Linked DNA regions of Sus scrofa: region 1 is linked to region 2. The links are chromatin contacts, called in public Hi-C maps. All regions are on one chromosome and are shown on one strand. Each heading gives the region's core, a stretch centred on a gene start, on an enhancer-like site or on the middle of the called end of the contact. The rest is flanking DNA. Distances are from core to core; before and after follow the strand shown.

Evidence for each region. Hi-C and Micro-C count contacts between places; a contact is called where the count stands out from the background.
Region 1: a contact with region 2 is called in a Hi-C map of alveolar macrophages, with 1.6 times the contacts expected there. The contact joins the promoter of ARPP19 here to the enhancer-like site in region 2. A contact is called at or near these places in 1 of 5 promoter capture datasets (liver), 6 of 47 Hi-C or Micro-C datasets (alveolar macrophages, embryonic fibroblasts, psoas muscle and 1 more) and 2 of 2 datasets of contacts at active chromatin or transcription factors (alveolar macrophages and skeletal muscle).

Annotation. Positions count from the first base shown.
Region 1 is chr1:119,133,501-119,138,328 of Sscrofa11.1, forward strand. ARPP19 (cAMP regulated phosphoprotein 19) reads left to right here and starts at 1,361. Exons shown (of 3, transcript NM_214175.1): 1 at 1,361-1,405. The coding sequence starts at 1,361.
Region 2 is chr1:119,029,133-119,033,917 of Sscrofa11.1, forward strand. All of the region lies in intron 2 of FAM214A (protein FAM214A), which reads left to right. Among named protein-coding and RNA genes, the nearest start is that of FAM214A, 38 kb to the left of the region's middle. Within about 2 kb of position 2,134, at least 2 of the 83 cell types and tissues checked have an H3K27ac peak or open chromatin away from gene starts, as enhancers often do. A contact at or near this core is called in alveolar macrophages, where this site is marked.

The DNA.
Region 1 (4,828 bases), core at 111-2,610, 100 kb after region 2:
AGGTTACTTTGTATGAAATGAGAACAAATATTTAATTGGTCTTATAAAAATTTCTCTGCTGCCCAGCCTAAGTCACTCTGAAAGGATATCCTGGTCAAAGAGTCTCAGTCTCTTGAACTCTTGTATTTTAAATATTTTGTTGCCTGACAAATGCCTTCTTTTCCTTCTCCAAAAGGAGTGCACTTTTTGTTTTCTAAGTTGCAATTCTTCCTGACTGAGATTCTACCCAGGACACCCTGGTTGAATTTTGATGGTTTCCAAATTTCCCCAGAATTGCATCCACACTATCTGTTGCTTTTTACTAGTTTAACTCTTAGAGGGCAATCCAAGTTTCTCCAAGTTTCTGAGATATACTTAATTGGAACCACCATGTATTGCCAGTAGCTATTCACAGGACAAACAGAATAACGATTAAATGTGAAGCCAACGGATTTGGCAATTGAGAAAGTCATTGGAAGAGTCTGGTGCCAGCCGTTTCAGTAACGTTGTGGGAGTGGACCCCGGAGAGTTGACAAATGAATGGAAGCTGAATTCCTTCATCAGATATTTATTGACTGGTTAGGAATTGCTGGGCTCTTGGAACAAAATATAAGTAAATATGGACGAGGTCCCTGTTCCAAGGTGGCTTATCGGACAGGAAAAGTGACATCAATAAAGTAGTCACAACAAATACTGTCTAATGATAGATAACACTGTGGATTGTTGAGGAACTATACAGAGATGTGAGAACACTTAAAAGATGGGTATTACTTAGAAAAGGGGCTCAGGAACCGCCTGAGACGATGACGTAGGACTGGGGATGTGAAAGATAAAGAAGGTTAAATAAGCGAAGCGGAGTGGGGAGAGACTTGGGGAGCACAAAGCTTTGGGCCGCCCAGAAGAAAGTCTGTGTAGCCGCAACGGGAAAGCGAGGAGGAGAACGGTACTAGACTAGTTCGGGAAAGCTGGAGTCCAAAGACAGAGCTGGCAGGCAAAGGCGGTGAGAAGCGGCTCCACTTAAGAACTACAACTCCCTGGAAGCAGTTGGCGGGCGGAAGTGAGGTGAGGCGCGAGCCGCGACCTTTGAAGGAAAGAAGGAAGTGCTTGGGAGTCGCAGAGCCGGAGAAGCGGGGTAAGGTAGGCACCGGAGCGGTGCGGGAGGGGCGGCGGGGCGGCGGGGTGGCGGGCCGCAGTGGCTGCCCGGCAGGCGCAGCCGGGCTGCGTGTCGTCATAAGGTGGCGGCCATTTTTGCGGGCGGAGGCTGCCCGGGTGGGCGCTTGGGGAACGGGGCCGGCGGGCCTGAGGCGGCGCAGCGGCCGGGCGGCCTCGGCCACCCGGTAATCACTTCTTTTCCCGGTGTCTCGTCCGCAGAGGGAGCAGGATGTCCGCGGAAGTCCCCGAGGCAGCCTCCGCGGAGGAGCAGAAGGTGAGTGTGCGCGGGGAGCGGACCCTGGGGCCCAGAAGGCCCAAGGCGGTCGATGTCCAGGGCGGGTCTGGCGGCGGCCTGCTCCGACCATGAGCGGAGGGGCGCGGCCGGTGTGCCCACCCCCCGTGTCTGGGAAGGTCAGACACGCCCGGCCCCGGCGCCCGCAGGAGCTTTGGTAGTTAGCGCCGACGTGGTGCGAGTTGGAATGTTCTCCTTGTCCTGGCTGAAATGTGCCTTTCTCCTGGGGTGTGTCCCATTTTTCCTTAATCCCTCCACTGAATGTGAGCACCCGGGACTCGGTCCTTAACGCTGCGCCCAGGTTTTTCCGGCCTGCACTTGGGTCAGGAACCTTATTTTTTACTCCAAGAACTAACTCTCCAACTACTTGTATTGTCTTCGTGCTCTTAACTCCTGAGGCGGTACCTCGTGTTTGGGCGCTGAGTTAGACCTGGGTTGGAATTTCATGTCCAGTCTTTCATTGTTGGCGGTGTAGCCCTGGTCAGCTGCTAAGCTCTTCTGGCCTCAGCCCTTTCGTTTGTAAAGTAAGAAAAATAGCCCTTGTTTGATAGGGTCGTTTTGAGGCTTGAATGAGGTGAGGAACTTAGAGCTTTGGAGCAGCGTGTGCTCAGAAATGTGAGCCACAGCTGTTCTCATTATGGTACTTGGAAAAAAAATCGAAAGGTTGAAATTAAAAATTTTTTTTACTAACCGTTCATGTCTTTCGTGGAGACAGCGGAACATACTGTAAACTCACTTATAATAACTTGCTGATGTAAGGAGATAGGCCACGGATCAGCATGAGTCATATTACGAATATAAAGGCTTTATAATTGTCTAGGCTAGTGTTCTCTTCCACCGTAATTATTTCTGCTGCCCTGCCTTCCTGGGTACTTGGGGCTGGTCTCCAAAGGTCCATTGTATCGTCTTTCCTAAATTGTTTATGGTGAACTCACCACCAACACTTTAAAAAAATTTTTTAATGAAATTTTACTGAAATTTAATGAAATTTTAATTTATAGTTGATTTACAATGTTGTGTTTCAGGTGTATAGCAAAGTGAATCGGCTATACATATCTATATGTCCATTATTTTTCAGATTCTTTACCCGTATAGGTTATTATAGAATATTGAGTAGAGTTACCTGTGTTATACAGTAGGTCCTTGTTATTCACTTTATATGTAGTAGTCCACTTTCTTAAAGAATCAGAATTATTATCATAAATAAGATTTGTTCTGATACTTGGATTTTGTAAGGGTTTCTGGTTAAGGTTACACCCATGTTCTTAACTAGGCTGGAAATTTGGTTAGTGGTCTAAATCCACTCCATGTGTTCTTTACCATGTTAACTTTTCCTGAATTGAATGGTTCTATTAGGATATTACTTGTAAAGTTTCTGGAGAAAAAAGCAATAGCATAAATAGTAGGCCAAGTCACTACATTATTTGGAAATATTCCATAGAAGCTATGTTGGATATCTTTTGCACTTTGCTGAAAAGCGAACTTTGGGGGCAGTGTGTGTGTGTGTGTGCGTGTGTGTAATTTAAGGATTACAGGCATAACTAATAAGTATTATGTATTATAAAGTATTTATCATAGGGTTCATTATACCTTAGGATTTAGGAACCCAGGAAAAACAACAAATTCAGGTCTGTGGTGTCTTGTCCTAAACACTAAAATGGATCTCAGTTTTCACTTCTGATGTACAATAATGTGCTATGTAACTTTTCCTTACAAGGTTTGTTAGTATGTTGCCAAAGCATAGAGTCTTGACTTCTGCATTGTAAATGCTTTCACTAGGGACAGCCTAATACTTTATTTCTCAAGATGAAGTCTATCTGGAGTGTTTTCTCTGAGTGTCTACATTAAAAATTTATTTCAAGTACTTTGATTTTAAGGCTGCTGTCATCAATACCACAGTGAGTTAGTAATATTATGTCCCTTCTTGAATTAAGGATTGGCTGTAGGTGTTAAATGCCTGTAGCATAGATACCCATCCCTAAACATGAGGAAAATGTGCACAGTCACTTCTCTGTTCCTGTGGGCCAAATCACCTGTTTTCTTCTGTTTGGAAGAATAGTTAGATGACCTAAAAAAAATTAGATTATTGTCTCTGTACCCAATTGACCTTTCAGTTAAAGCCATAATATTCAGCTAAAATGTTTTTATAGTTTTATGGTGCATTAGCCTATTGCCTCTGAAAAGGTAAGGTTAAGAGATGAGCCCAGAATGGAGTAAGAGCTAAGTCACTGTTTATATTTACCTAGTGTGCACCCTTAAAACTGTATAGGCCCACAATTTTTTATTAGATATTGCCAATGTAAAAATAAGTATGAACTCCTATTTCTTAGACCACTCTAAAATTAAAACAAACTGGAGTTCCCTAGTGGATTAGTAGATTAAGGATCTGGCATTGTCAGTGTCGTGGCACTGGTTTGATCCCTTCTGGGAACTTCCTGCAGGCATGGCCAAACAAAACAAAACAAAACCCTAAACTCATAAAACTAAATCAAACTAAATACAAACAAAAAACAGTCTAAATTTTTTAATTTGGGAGTTCCCATTGTGGTGCAGCAGATCTGACTATTATCCATGAGGGTGTGGGTTTGATCCCTAGCCTTGCTCAGTGGGTTCAGGATCCATGAGCTGCTGTATAGGTCGCAGACACCGCCTGGATCTGGAGTTGTTGTGGCTTGGGCTGTGGCATTGGCCAACAGCTATGGCTCTGACTCGACCCCTATCCTGGGAACTTCCATGTGTGGCAGTGCCGCTCTAAAAAGCAAAAAAAACAAACTATGGCATGGTATTTTGCTGAAACTAGATTTCCAATGTATTGAGAATACAGTAGCAATTTTTAAAGTGCAAGAGCTTTTTGAGTATAGCAAGTTAACACTCCCCTAGGCCATATGATGACTCAGTTCTCCCTTTTATTTTTTAATTTTTTTAATTTTTTACTTTTTTGTCCTTTTAGGGCCACACCCAGGGCATGTGGAAGTTCCAGGCTATGGATTTAATCAGACCTGTGGCTGCCAGGCTACGCCACAGCAACGCCAGGTCTAAGCGGTGCCTGCAACATTCACCACAGCTCACAGCAGTGCTGGATCCTTAACCTACTGAGTGAGGCCGGGGATTGAACTTGTGTCCTTATGGATCTTGGTCGGGTTCTTTATCACTGAGCCACCACCGGAACTCCTAGTTCTCCCATTTTAAGAGTGAACCCTCTGGTCATTTAACTCTAGCATCTTAGGTACATCATTTACATTTGAAATTCAGCTCTGTTCTTTTCTTTTTATCCTGGATAAACGGAGTCGTGCTCCTGTCTTAATCGTCATGAATGAGAGCTCAGAGGCGCAGAAGTACCACAGCACTGTTTAGATATAACATGGCAATTCAGATGCCCTAGAATATACTTATGTTTTTCTTTTA
Region 2 (4,785 bases), core at 884-3,383:
CTGGGATCCACCTTGTGTCTTGGCACTGCAGAGTTGACACCAATCCCATTGAACCACAGTGGGAACTCCTCATCAGACATTTCTAAGAATGTTATCTGAGCTTATCAACTGTTATGAAAGGTTAAGGCTTATAACATCTAGTAAATCATCAATACATTAATAATTTAATTTTTTTAATGGCCCAATACACAGTATATGGAAGTTCTTGGGCCAGGAATTGAATCTGAGCTGCTGCTGCAACCTACACCACAACTGTGGCGAGGCCACATCCTTTAATCCTGTGTGCAAGGCCGGGGATCAAACCACCTCCTCTGCAGAGGCCTGGGCTACTATGGTTGGATTCTTAATGCACTACACCACAGTGAGAACTTCAATACATTAATAATTTAAACATACTGTGTTTCAATTCACACTTGAACACATAGGTTATTTATTATTCTTAATTAAAAACTATTATTGTAAAATCTATTCCACAAGTAAAATACCAAACAATTTGATATTTTGAAATTAAAACTGAGAAGAATGTTGTCTTAGTTTTTTCCCTCTGCTATAGGTTGAATATCTGTGTGCCCCCAAAATCTACGTGTTGAAACCTTAAGCACCAAGATGATGGTAGCAGGAGATGGGGGCCTTTAGTAAGTGATTAGGTCATGAGGGCGAAGACCTCAGGAATATCATTAGTGTCCTTATGAAAGAGACCCAAGAAAGGTCCCTTACCCTTTCACCATCTGAGGTTGTAATGAAAAGACAGCTATCTATTGAGGAAGCTGGTCCTTAGCAGACACCCAAATCTTCTAGTGTCTTGATCTTGGACTTTCCAGTCTCCATACTGCAAGAAATAAATTTCTGTTGTTATTAAGCCACCTAGTTTATGGCATTTTGTTACAGAAGAGTGAATGGACTAAGACCTCCCTCCTCTGTTCTCTTTTTGATTATATTACAAATTTAGGCTTTAGCCTTAGTATTGCAGTAGCTTATGAACTTACCTAGAATATAAAGCAAACCATTTTAATCTCAAATAATTCTTTCTGGACAGCTGAAATAGGAGGAAAGAGTAAAGACTGGAAAAAATTAGCATGAGAGTTAGATGCATTGCTTGCTTGCTAAGAATAGTTATTGTTAGCTAATGTAAATCAAACAATAGAAATGACAGATATTGGAGGAAAAGAAAAGAAGTGTTGACTGGATTAAATAGAGCAGCCTTCTGCTAAACTCCCCTGGTGGAGGTGGTGGTACTAATAACAGCTAACTTCTATGTACTATGTGCCAGGCACTGTTCCAAGTTGTGTTTGTGTGTGTATATGCACACACCATGCATATATATGACTCATTTAATCATCACAGTAGTTTAAGGAATTAGATCCTGTTGTTATTTCCATTTTATAGACAAGTGAAACCAAGTCACAGGGAGAGATTTGGTAGCTTACCCAAGGTACACAGCTAATAAGAGGGCTATCCCGTATTTGAAGTAAGCTTGAGTACATGCTCTAGACCCTCTGACTGGTAGGAGCAAGTTACATTAAAATTTATGAGATAGTGGGACCAAACTGGTTTAAAAATAAGCTTGAGGAAAATGGAAAACAGATTGGCTGAGTATTATGATCTTGGAAAACTATGTATCTTATTTTTGGCTCACCTTCTCCATTTTTTTAATGGTGGAAGTGATAGTACCTTACCTTATTTTGAGGATTACATAAGTTAGTGTATGTAATGTGCTTAGAAATATGGCCGGCATAGAGTAAGCATTCAAATGTGAACTGCTCTTGTTACTGTTGGATGTGTTCTAATTAAGAAGTCAGTCATTTAGGGAAAGCTGGGGAGCACAAAAGAAAGGGGCTAATTCAGCTGTACGTGTTTTGTATATTCACTGTGATCTCAAGTCAAAAAATGACTACTGTTGGTCTTTCACCCATTTACATTGATGGATCTTGACACATCAGTAGCTGTCAAATAATTGCTGGCTTGATAACAACTTCTAAGATTTGGATACTAAAGGGATTGACACAGAGGTTCCCTATGTTTTTGCCTGTCATCCAGTAAGAAGGAAATGATTCAGTGGACAGAACATTGTCGTTTCTTTGAAGGATGAGAAAAAAGATAATTGGAAGGCAGAATTGTGAGGCTAATGTGTACATAGGGAGAATGACTCAAAAGCTGATTTCCTTTTCAAAAAGTGAAGAAACTCATGGGGCCTGAGTAGTCTACATTGTGAATAGGCATGGAAAAAAATGTTAAATGTAGAATATTTATATTCATTTATTCTTTTGCCCTTCTTAACTTTGCATCTAATTATGGTAATGTTTTCCCCCCATTTAAGGCTGAGTGTTTTAAAGACTAAAGGAATGTAAAACTTAGAATTCTAACTTAACACTGACTTTTTTTTTTTTTTTTTTTTTTAATGAGAAAGCAAAATCAAAAAGTCCTGGGAAACAGTATTTCTTTCTCAGTTGGGTAAACCAAAGTCAGTTTGTCAGTTAATTCTGTCTTTGCTCAAATGAGTAAAGATCTGACATGAATTGTGTAAGACTTTCATAATAAACTGAAACAGGTTGGACTGGTAAAAATGCCAGTAGCTAGAGAAAATATTAGACATTAATCCATGTGTAATACAAAGACAGACCTAGTAATAACCTAAGTTGAGATTTCTATGTAAAAGAAACTAATCCAGTAAAATGATAATAAGCCCTATTGTATTTTTTCCCTTTGTTCAGCATGCCCAGTCCTATTGGCCACTTTTAGGTTTTTGATTACCATTCACCTCCTTGTGTGCACTATTTCTTCTGCCTGAAAAACCTTTCTCCCCAATCATCACATGGGTAGATCATTCTTCTGATCTTGGCTTAAATATCACTTTTCAGAGGATCATTCTCTGTCTTAAGTGCTCAGTTAATTTTAGCTGCTATTATTATTTATTAAATTAGTATCCTCTGTTGTTTTGTGCCTCAGCAGTCTGTTTCCTTTATAGCATTTAACTACATTTTGTAACTTTTTTCTTTGTTTATTGTCTGTCTCTGCAACTAGATTTTAAGTTCCCTGAGGTCAGGAACCTTGTCTTTTGTTCATAGCTGTGTTTCCATCACCTGGCACAAAACCTCATACATGTTAGGTATATATCAGGTACTTAATATATACTTGTTGAAAGAATGAATGAATCACTTGTATATCCCAATATTTATAGAGCAAAAAGGAATAGAAACAGATGATTAGCATTTATTTTTTAATGATACCAACTGAAATTCTCCTATTTTAGGGATTTGTTTGCTTTATTGACTGTTGGGCTATTACAACTTTATACCTAGTTTTTTGTTGTTGTTGTTGTTGGTTTTTTTTGGGTTTCATTTTCTTTTGTTTTGGCTGCATCCATGTTATGTAGATGTTCCCAGGCCAGGGATCAAACCTGTGCCATAGCAGTGGCATTGCCAGATCCTTAACCTGCTGAGCCACCAAGGAAGTTCTATACCTAATTTTTAAAAAATAGATTTACTGAGTTCCCTGGTGGCCTAGCACCTAAGGATCTGCTATTGTCACTGCTATGGCACGCGTTCAATCTCTGGCCTGGGCGTGGCCAAAAAATGTGTGTGTGTGTGTGTGTGTGTGTGTGTGTGTGTATTTGCCCATAACTTAACTTAAAGGAGGTTGTGTTTTATTTATTTTATTAAAGTATAGTTGATTTACAAAGTTGTGCCAATTTCTTTTTCTTTTCTTTTTTACTTTTGGCTGCCCCAAGGTAAGTGGAGTTCCCAGGCCAGGGATCAGATCCGAGCCACAGTTAGGATCTTAAGCCACAGCCACAGCAACTCTGGATCCTTAACCCAGTCTACTGGGCTGGGGATTGAACCTGCGACCCAGAGCTCCCAAGGTGCTGCTTATCCCATTGTGCCCACAGTGGGAACCCCTATTGTGCCAATTTCTGCTGTACAGCAAAGTGACCCAGTCATACACATACATATATATTCCCCCTCCTATATTATCTTCCATCATGGTCCATCCCAAGAGACTGGACATAGTTCCTTGTGCTATACGGTAGGACCTCACTGCTCATCCACTTTAAGTGTAATAGTTTGCATCTACTAACCCCATAGTCCCAGTCCATTCGACCCTTTCCCCCTTGGCAACCACAAATGTTTTCTCTAGGTCTGTGAGTCTGTTTCTGCTTTGTGCCATAGGTTCATTTGTGCCATATTTTAGATTCTACATACGAGTGATATCATAAAGTATTTGCCCTTCTCTTTCTGACTTTATTTAGTATGAAAATCTCTATTGCATCCATGTTGTAATGGCTGAGTAGTGTTCCGCTGTATATATGTACCACATCTTCTTAATCCATTTATCTGTTGATGGACATTTAGGTTGCTTCCATGTTTTGGCTGTTGTGAATAGTGCTACTATGAACAAATGGTGCATGTATCTTTTTGAATTGTAGTTTTGTCCAGATATATCCCCAGGAGTGGGATTGCTGGATAATATGGTAGTTTATATTTAGTTTTCTGAGGTACTGAGAGGTACTGCATACTGTTTTCCACAGTGGTTGTACCAATTTACATTCCCACCAACAGTGTAGGAGGGTTCCTTTTCTTCAAACCCTCTCCAGTATTTGTTATTTGTAGACTTTCTACTGATGGCCATTCTGACTAGTGTGAGGTGGTACCTCATTGTAGCTTTGATTTACATTTCTCTAATAGTGATGTTGAACACTTTTTTTCATGTGCCTACTGGCCATCTATATATCTTTTTTGGAGAAATGTCTGTCTAGGTCTTCCGTTTTGTTTTGTTTTTTCTAGGTCC